Linked DNA regions of Mus musculus: region 1 is linked to region 2. A link is a contact called in public Micro-C data. All regions are on one chromosome and are shown on one strand. Each heading gives the region's core, a stretch centred on a gene start, on an enhancer-like site or on the middle of the called end of the contact. The rest is flanking DNA. Distances are from core to core; before and after follow the strand shown.

The links. A called contact is a pair of places that touch in the nucleus more often than the background predicts.
Region 1: a Micro-C map of palatal mesenchyme shows a contact between it and region 2, with 2.7 times the contacts expected there. The contact joins the promoter of Mn1 here to the enhancer-like site in region 2. A contact is called at or near these places in 1 of 484 Hi-C or Micro-C datasets (palatal mesenchyme), 2 of 115 datasets of contacts at active chromatin or transcription factors (both in embryonic stem cells) and 3 of 9 other capture datasets (adipose tissue, embryonic stem cells and pancreatic islet).

Annotation. Positions count from the first base shown.
Region 1 is chr5:111,416,011-111,419,002 of GRCm38.p6, reverse strand. Mn1 (meningioma 1) reads right to left here and starts at 1,703. Exons shown (of 3, transcript NM_001081235.2): 1 at 1,340-1,703; 2 at 1-1,184. The coding sequence starts at 837.
Region 2 is chr5:111,375,243-111,378,222 of GRCm38.p6, reverse strand. All of the region lies in intron 8 of Pitpnb (phosphatidylinositol transfer protein, beta), which reads right to left. Among named protein-coding and RNA genes, the nearest start is that of Gm36027, 21 kb to the right of the region's middle. Within about 2 kb of position 1,677, at least 24 of the 459 cell types and tissues checked have an H3K27ac peak or open chromatin away from gene starts, as enhancers often do. A contact at or near this core is called in palatal mesenchyme, where this site is marked.

The sequences.
Region 1 (2,992 bases), core at 454-2,953, 41 kb before region 2:
GGCTCTAGGCATGGCAGAAGCACCCGGGAAAGCGCCCCCGGGAACCTGGCGACCCGCAGCATAATGTGGCAGCTGCCCTTCAGAGTCAGAGGGTGAAAACATGTCAAAATGTCCTGAGGGCGGCTCGCTCGGGTAATTGTATTCCAGGGAATCTACGGCTCCTTGGTTCGTCACCCTCCGGGGCTCCAGGCTGTGAGAATCCGAGCCGCTAGAGGCGGACAGGCCGTGAAAAGAGGCAGCCCGGTTAGGGCTCTGGTCCAGAGGCAGGCACGGGGCAGGCACGGCGTGGCCCGAGGTGCCCGAACTATGGAAGTCCGGGAGGTTTCCTGGCCGCTGCGGGCCGAAGCCCTCCGGCCCCTGGCTCTCCGCCATGTGCTCATAACTCTCTGCGAAGGGAGGCTGGCTGCCCAGGCCGCCCGCTGCACCTCCGTAGCCAAGCAGCCGGCCCCCGTGCAGACATGAGGCACCTGGATCCGGACCACCGAAGTTGCCCCCAAAGTGGGGGTGATGCTGGTGCGGGTGATGGCCTCCGGGATGGCTGTGGTGAGGCTGCTGACCGCCGAAGAAGCCATGCACAGGCTGCGCCTGCAGCCCCCCTGCGTGCAGCTCGGAGTGGCTGCGCGCATGAAAGCCGTAGGGCTCCATGTTCAAGCCCAAGATCGGGGGTTCGCCCAGAGCGCTTATTGCAGGGTCCACGGGGCCAGTAGGAGGCCCGGCGTGGAAGGCAGGAGCCTTAAAGTGGGCGTTCATGCTCAGTCCGGCTTCGTTAAAGTTCCCCTCGCCCTGACCAGCGTGCCGGCTGTTGATCTGGGGCTCGAATTGGTCCAGCCCAAACATACTTGGCGGGGGCGGGGGGGGCGGGGGGGGGGCGGGAGGGGATCAATAGGGCATGACAGCCTGCTCCGCCGCGCGCCTCCGGCCAGGTACTCGCCTCAGCCGAGGTTCCGGCGCTCCGGGACGTTCTGCACCGCGGGGCGCAGCGCTCACTGCCGCCCGGCCCAGCGCGCGGGCGCTGGCTAGGAGCTCTCTCCGCTGCTCTTCGGAACCTCGAAATCGACCCAAGCGGGCCTCTCACGTCTTGCGAGGCCGCGGCGCCTCCTGGAGCCTTGTCGGGGGGCCCATGCCCCGGGTCGATGGCACGGTCGCGGGTGGGTATGCGGAGAGGAGACCTGGAGGCCGACGAGCTGAGACAAAAAGTTAGATAGGGGGGAGGGAAGGGGACGGAAGAGCAGAATGATCACCTCTGGAGTCCGCGGCGCGGCGGCTGGGGCCGTAGCGGAGCCCCTTGGTCCTTCCCCTGCCCCGAGTCCCCGCTCCCGGGCCGCACCGGCTCCCGCACCTCCGGTCGGCCGCGGGCGATCGGCGGCGAAAGCCTCAGCGGCTCGGAAGACGGGCTGCTCCGCTCCTCATCGCCGGTGCTGGATTCACAGCAGTAGACGCGGGCGCCGGAGCGGGAACGCAGGCTGCGGGAGACGCGCGGCTCCGCGGCTCCGCGGCTCGGGCTCGATCGCCGGTCGCCGCGCGAGTTCGCGGGAGTCTCGGGCCGCGCGCGGGAGGGGAGGCGTGGGGCCGGCGGTTCCGAAGCTGTGGTTCCCGCCTCCGCACTCCACGGGTCCCCTCGGACCCGGGAATGGGCCGCGCGGGCGAGCAGGGCGCGCGGGGCGGGCGAGGCGCTGCGAGGTCCGGGATTCCGCTCCGCGTCTGCCTCTCGCCGGCGCCGGGAGAAGCAGCAACAAGTTTTGCGTTTCAGCAATCCATTCCAGCCATTACCTCTGCACCAATCAGCGCCGCCCGAGCGGGCTCGGGGGCGGGGCTCGCTCTTAAGGTGGTCCCGGGTCCCGGCTGCGCAGGCCCGGCCACCAACCCGCGCTACTCCGGGTCCGGCGCTACGGCGTTGGGGGTGCGCCCCAGGTGCCCCCGGCTGGGGAGGGCGCGAGCCTAGGACGACGGCGGGAGCCAGGCTTTGTCCGCCCCCTTCCCATTCACGCTGTTCTCAACTCCCCACCCCCAACCGGAGCCAGCGCGACCTGCGGGGTGGGCAGGGGGCGGGGAGGTGGGCGGTGAGCTGTGCGGGGCGCACAGACAATGGGGTAGCCTGGCAGAGTCCCCGGACGCGCCAGGGAAAGTCGCTAAGTGTCGCCTGTGCTGCAGCCCGGGGCAGCGCCCCAGGGAGCCGGCCCTGGCAAGTTCACGAGGTGATCGCCGAGGGGAAACACGAAGTAAGGTTGTCTCTGCGACCAGAGACTGGCTCGCTCCTTCCCTAGTCTCCCACCGTCCGCGGCTTCCGGTTCTCTGCCGCTGGCTCCACCGGGAAGAAGCCACGCACCCTCGGCCGCTTTGTGGAGCCACTTCGGGTGAGCCCGGCGCGGGAGCGACGAGGCGAGACAATGCGAAACCCTGAGGAGAGCGACGCGCAAAGGGCGCACGGGGTGGGGGCGGGGGTGGGGGCGACACCTTGCTGCGGCCACAAGCAGGCAGGCCCAGGCCCTGAAGGGCGCGAAGTTGGCCTCCTTAAAAGATCAATTAAACTGAAGAGGTCAAAGAACGGAATTGGATTGTGATACTAAAATCAATAAGAGTGATTTAATACCTACCCTATTTCATATGGAATATTTATCCCAATAATCTTACTTAAAATTGTTTAGATCTTTCTACTCCTCACGGAGTAGAGGCTGAAATCTATCTTGCAATTAAAAGTTAGAAGTTGGAGGTGATAGGAGGTGGAGGTGTTTATTCTGTGGACGCGCGCGCACCCAAGCGCCAGCATGCGTGTGCGAGTTTTCCTCTCAAAGTGTAAGTAGGGGAGGAGGGGCGGAAAGGCTTTTAATTTTCCTTGTCATGAAATAAAGCGAGACAATTTTGCTGGCAAGCCAGGATTCTTAAAAGAAGAGGGGAAAAGAAAAAAAAAAAACTTTCGTTGAAGTGCCCCCGATATCGCTATTAAATCTAAATAAAATTAAGCACGGTGTATAAAAATGCCTTCCCCCCCCCC
Region 2 (2,980 bases), core at 428-2,927:
AGTTTGCACTTGGCTATAAGAATTATTTTAAAAATTAAATGGGCCAAAAAAAAAATCCTAGTTCTAGAATCAATCACCTCATGTTTATTTATTTTCGATCTTCTTCGTTTTCCATCCAACTTACAAGCAGTTATTAAAAAAAAAAAAAAAAACAACCAACCCTTTGAGGGAAGAATATGCAACCCAACTAAACTCTGCTCAAGTAGACACCGGCCTGCTGCCTTGACTTCCCAGTTGTCTTCTGGAGGTGTCAGCGTGTCACTGGAGTCACACACAAGCTACGTGTCTTCCTGCAGTAGCTAACGTGTGCATGGCACTTTAGGTGTCGTTTCTACGTGTCTTTCTGCGGTAGCTAACGTGTGCATGGCATTTCACAAGTCATTCCTGTTTAAAGGTGACTGATAAAGAATCATCCTGTAATCCAAGCTATAGACTTTGGGTTGGTGGGATGGCCAGTAAGTAAAGTGCCTGCTGCCAGGCCTCACTGCCTCAGTTCAACCTCTTGGTACCACATGAAAGGAGAGAACCAACTCCTGCAAGCTGTCCTCTGACCCTGATGCATGCTCTGGCGTGCATACACATGTGCATTCAAGTGCCTGCATGTATGCATGAATGTTGTGCCTACATGTATACATGTGCACCACATGTATGCCTGGTGCTTGCAGAGGTCAGAAGAGGGCATCAGATCCCCTGGAACTGGTCATGAGACAACATGTAGATGCCGGGAACCAAACCCAGGTCCTCTGAAAAAAACAGTGAATTTACCTGCTAAGCTGTCTCTTTAGCCCCTAATTTAAAAGAAAGAAGAAAGAAAGAAAGATTGAAGGAAGAGAAACTTAAAATCTTCAAAAAAGGTATTTCCATTGTGACAGAACGAAGTTCCATCCTGTATCAAGTTCCTAAGAGCTCAACTGCTTTAAAAAACAACTTCTTCTCGAAACAACCCAAAGGGCAGGGAACAGAATACAGAACAGGCCTTTTACACATTGCTCCAATCCAGCCCAAACCTAACTTCATTACCTGCATCAAGGCAGCTATAGCTAACTCTGCTGGTTCATAATACAATTATTCTGCCAATAAGTGAGTTGTGAATAGATTAAATTTAAGAAGGAGAACATTAGCTGGTTAACGGAAGAGCAGCCAGCAGTTCTATGAGATGGGCGTCCCAAGCTCAAGAGCCCCACATTAGGTTATTTCCCACATAATTCAAATTTCATCCATAATGTAGCATGTACTAGTTAGTTGCAAAATGTTTTCAAAATTGCATTTAAATCATTTGTACAGTCACAGAATTCCTTACATTCATGTTACTAACTATAAATGAAGCCTCCCAAGTCCAATCATGTTTTCAATTTAAGAGCAAGCGCGTATTAGGTTACTCTGAGGCATGTGGCCGAGGCCTTCGGGGAAGCAGCGCACACAGCAGCCACACATCGTGGCTCTGAGGACTTGCAGCTTGTGCAGCTTCGATGGTAAGCAATCAGCCAACATTAGCCTCAGGAACAAATGTCTTCTTCATCTGTGACAGAGAAGTATGTACAAATGCTAAGAGAAGTGGAGGAGAGCCTCTAAGGTCTCCTCAGCTTCGCTCGCTCACTTCATACTGTAGGCTCGCTGTGGGGTGGGCAGAGCCGGCGCTCCTCTGCAGCAGAGCAGTCTTCATGCGGTTCACACTCCCCAGTATTTTAGTTTTTCAGTGGTAGGCAATCAGAATGCTCAGTTTTGGCGGCCGAATTTGGAGTGTTAAGTTTCCAACCGAAATCGCACTAAGAAAGTTAAAAATAAATGTGCCGCAAGGGCTGCTGCCAGTGTGCACCAGCAAATGTCAACACAGGATCACAGAATCCATGGCAAGCGTGTGCACCGCAATCTCAGGCGAGGCGAGGCGAGCCCCATTCCCTCTCCAGCGCATGCTGTCTTCTCTTCTCTAGACAGCTTTTCCTCTGAGTCTTTTGGGTGGGCCTGGGTTGACACTAGCTTACTGACTGGCGCTGGTTACTGAAGGCACAGGTAAGCAAGGTGCAGCCACAAACCATGGTGGTCTCACACTCTGAAAACAGGGAGTAGAACAAGGAGACTACCCTGGACTGAGGTACCAACAGTCCCACAGGGGCACCCAGAGGCCTCTAGTGGGGTTGGGGGTTCATGGTGGGAGACTTTTTGCTTTGAAAAAGTTCCAAATGATGACCTAATCATATTCAAGTTTATAAAAACAGGCACAATAAATTTACAAAGGCCCTAGTTGTGAGGAATCAGCAGCAGTGTCCATGCTCTCTCTCAGTGACTGGACAGTTCACACCTTCCCCATCAGGGATGAAAAGTCACGATGAGCAGGTGACCTGCAGGCCCTGCTCGACGGACTCAGGAGGAGCCCAGCCAGAGCCCCACTCTGCCAAGTCACTCCCCGAACCAGGCAGCATACAATTCCAGAGGCCTGGGTCCTGCAGGTCTACCTAGAAGCAGAGGCATTCCACAGACAAGCCAAGGCAAGAGCTAGCAGGCAGCCAGGGCACCCTGATGTTTGAAGACATGGGCCTGTTCATTTTGACATCTTTGGGAGAAGTTCTACACATATAATTAAGGCATACTAAGTGCTAAATGCACTTTAAAGACTTCACCTAAAAAGTGGGGTCAACAGACCATGTAATCCTCTGAAAACATGCCATGTCTGTAAACGTCTGTTATACAGGATCCAAAATGTGACCTAACTAGAAACCAGTTTGAGTTCCACACGTTACAAACAATACAGGAAGGAAGCAGGCCCTCAACCGCTTCGGACCTCAGGCAGTCAGGTTAGGGATCTGTAGCTCTGAAGCACTGTCCATTAGGAGAGCCACAGCGTCCACCTGGAAGGAGGCTTTCACAGCTGCACTGCGGCTTCTCCTCATCAGCCTTGTCCACTGCTCCCGTCCCCAGCACACCACCTCACACCTCAGCTGACAGACAAGGCTGCTGTTACCTTTCCACACGTGTGGGGTAG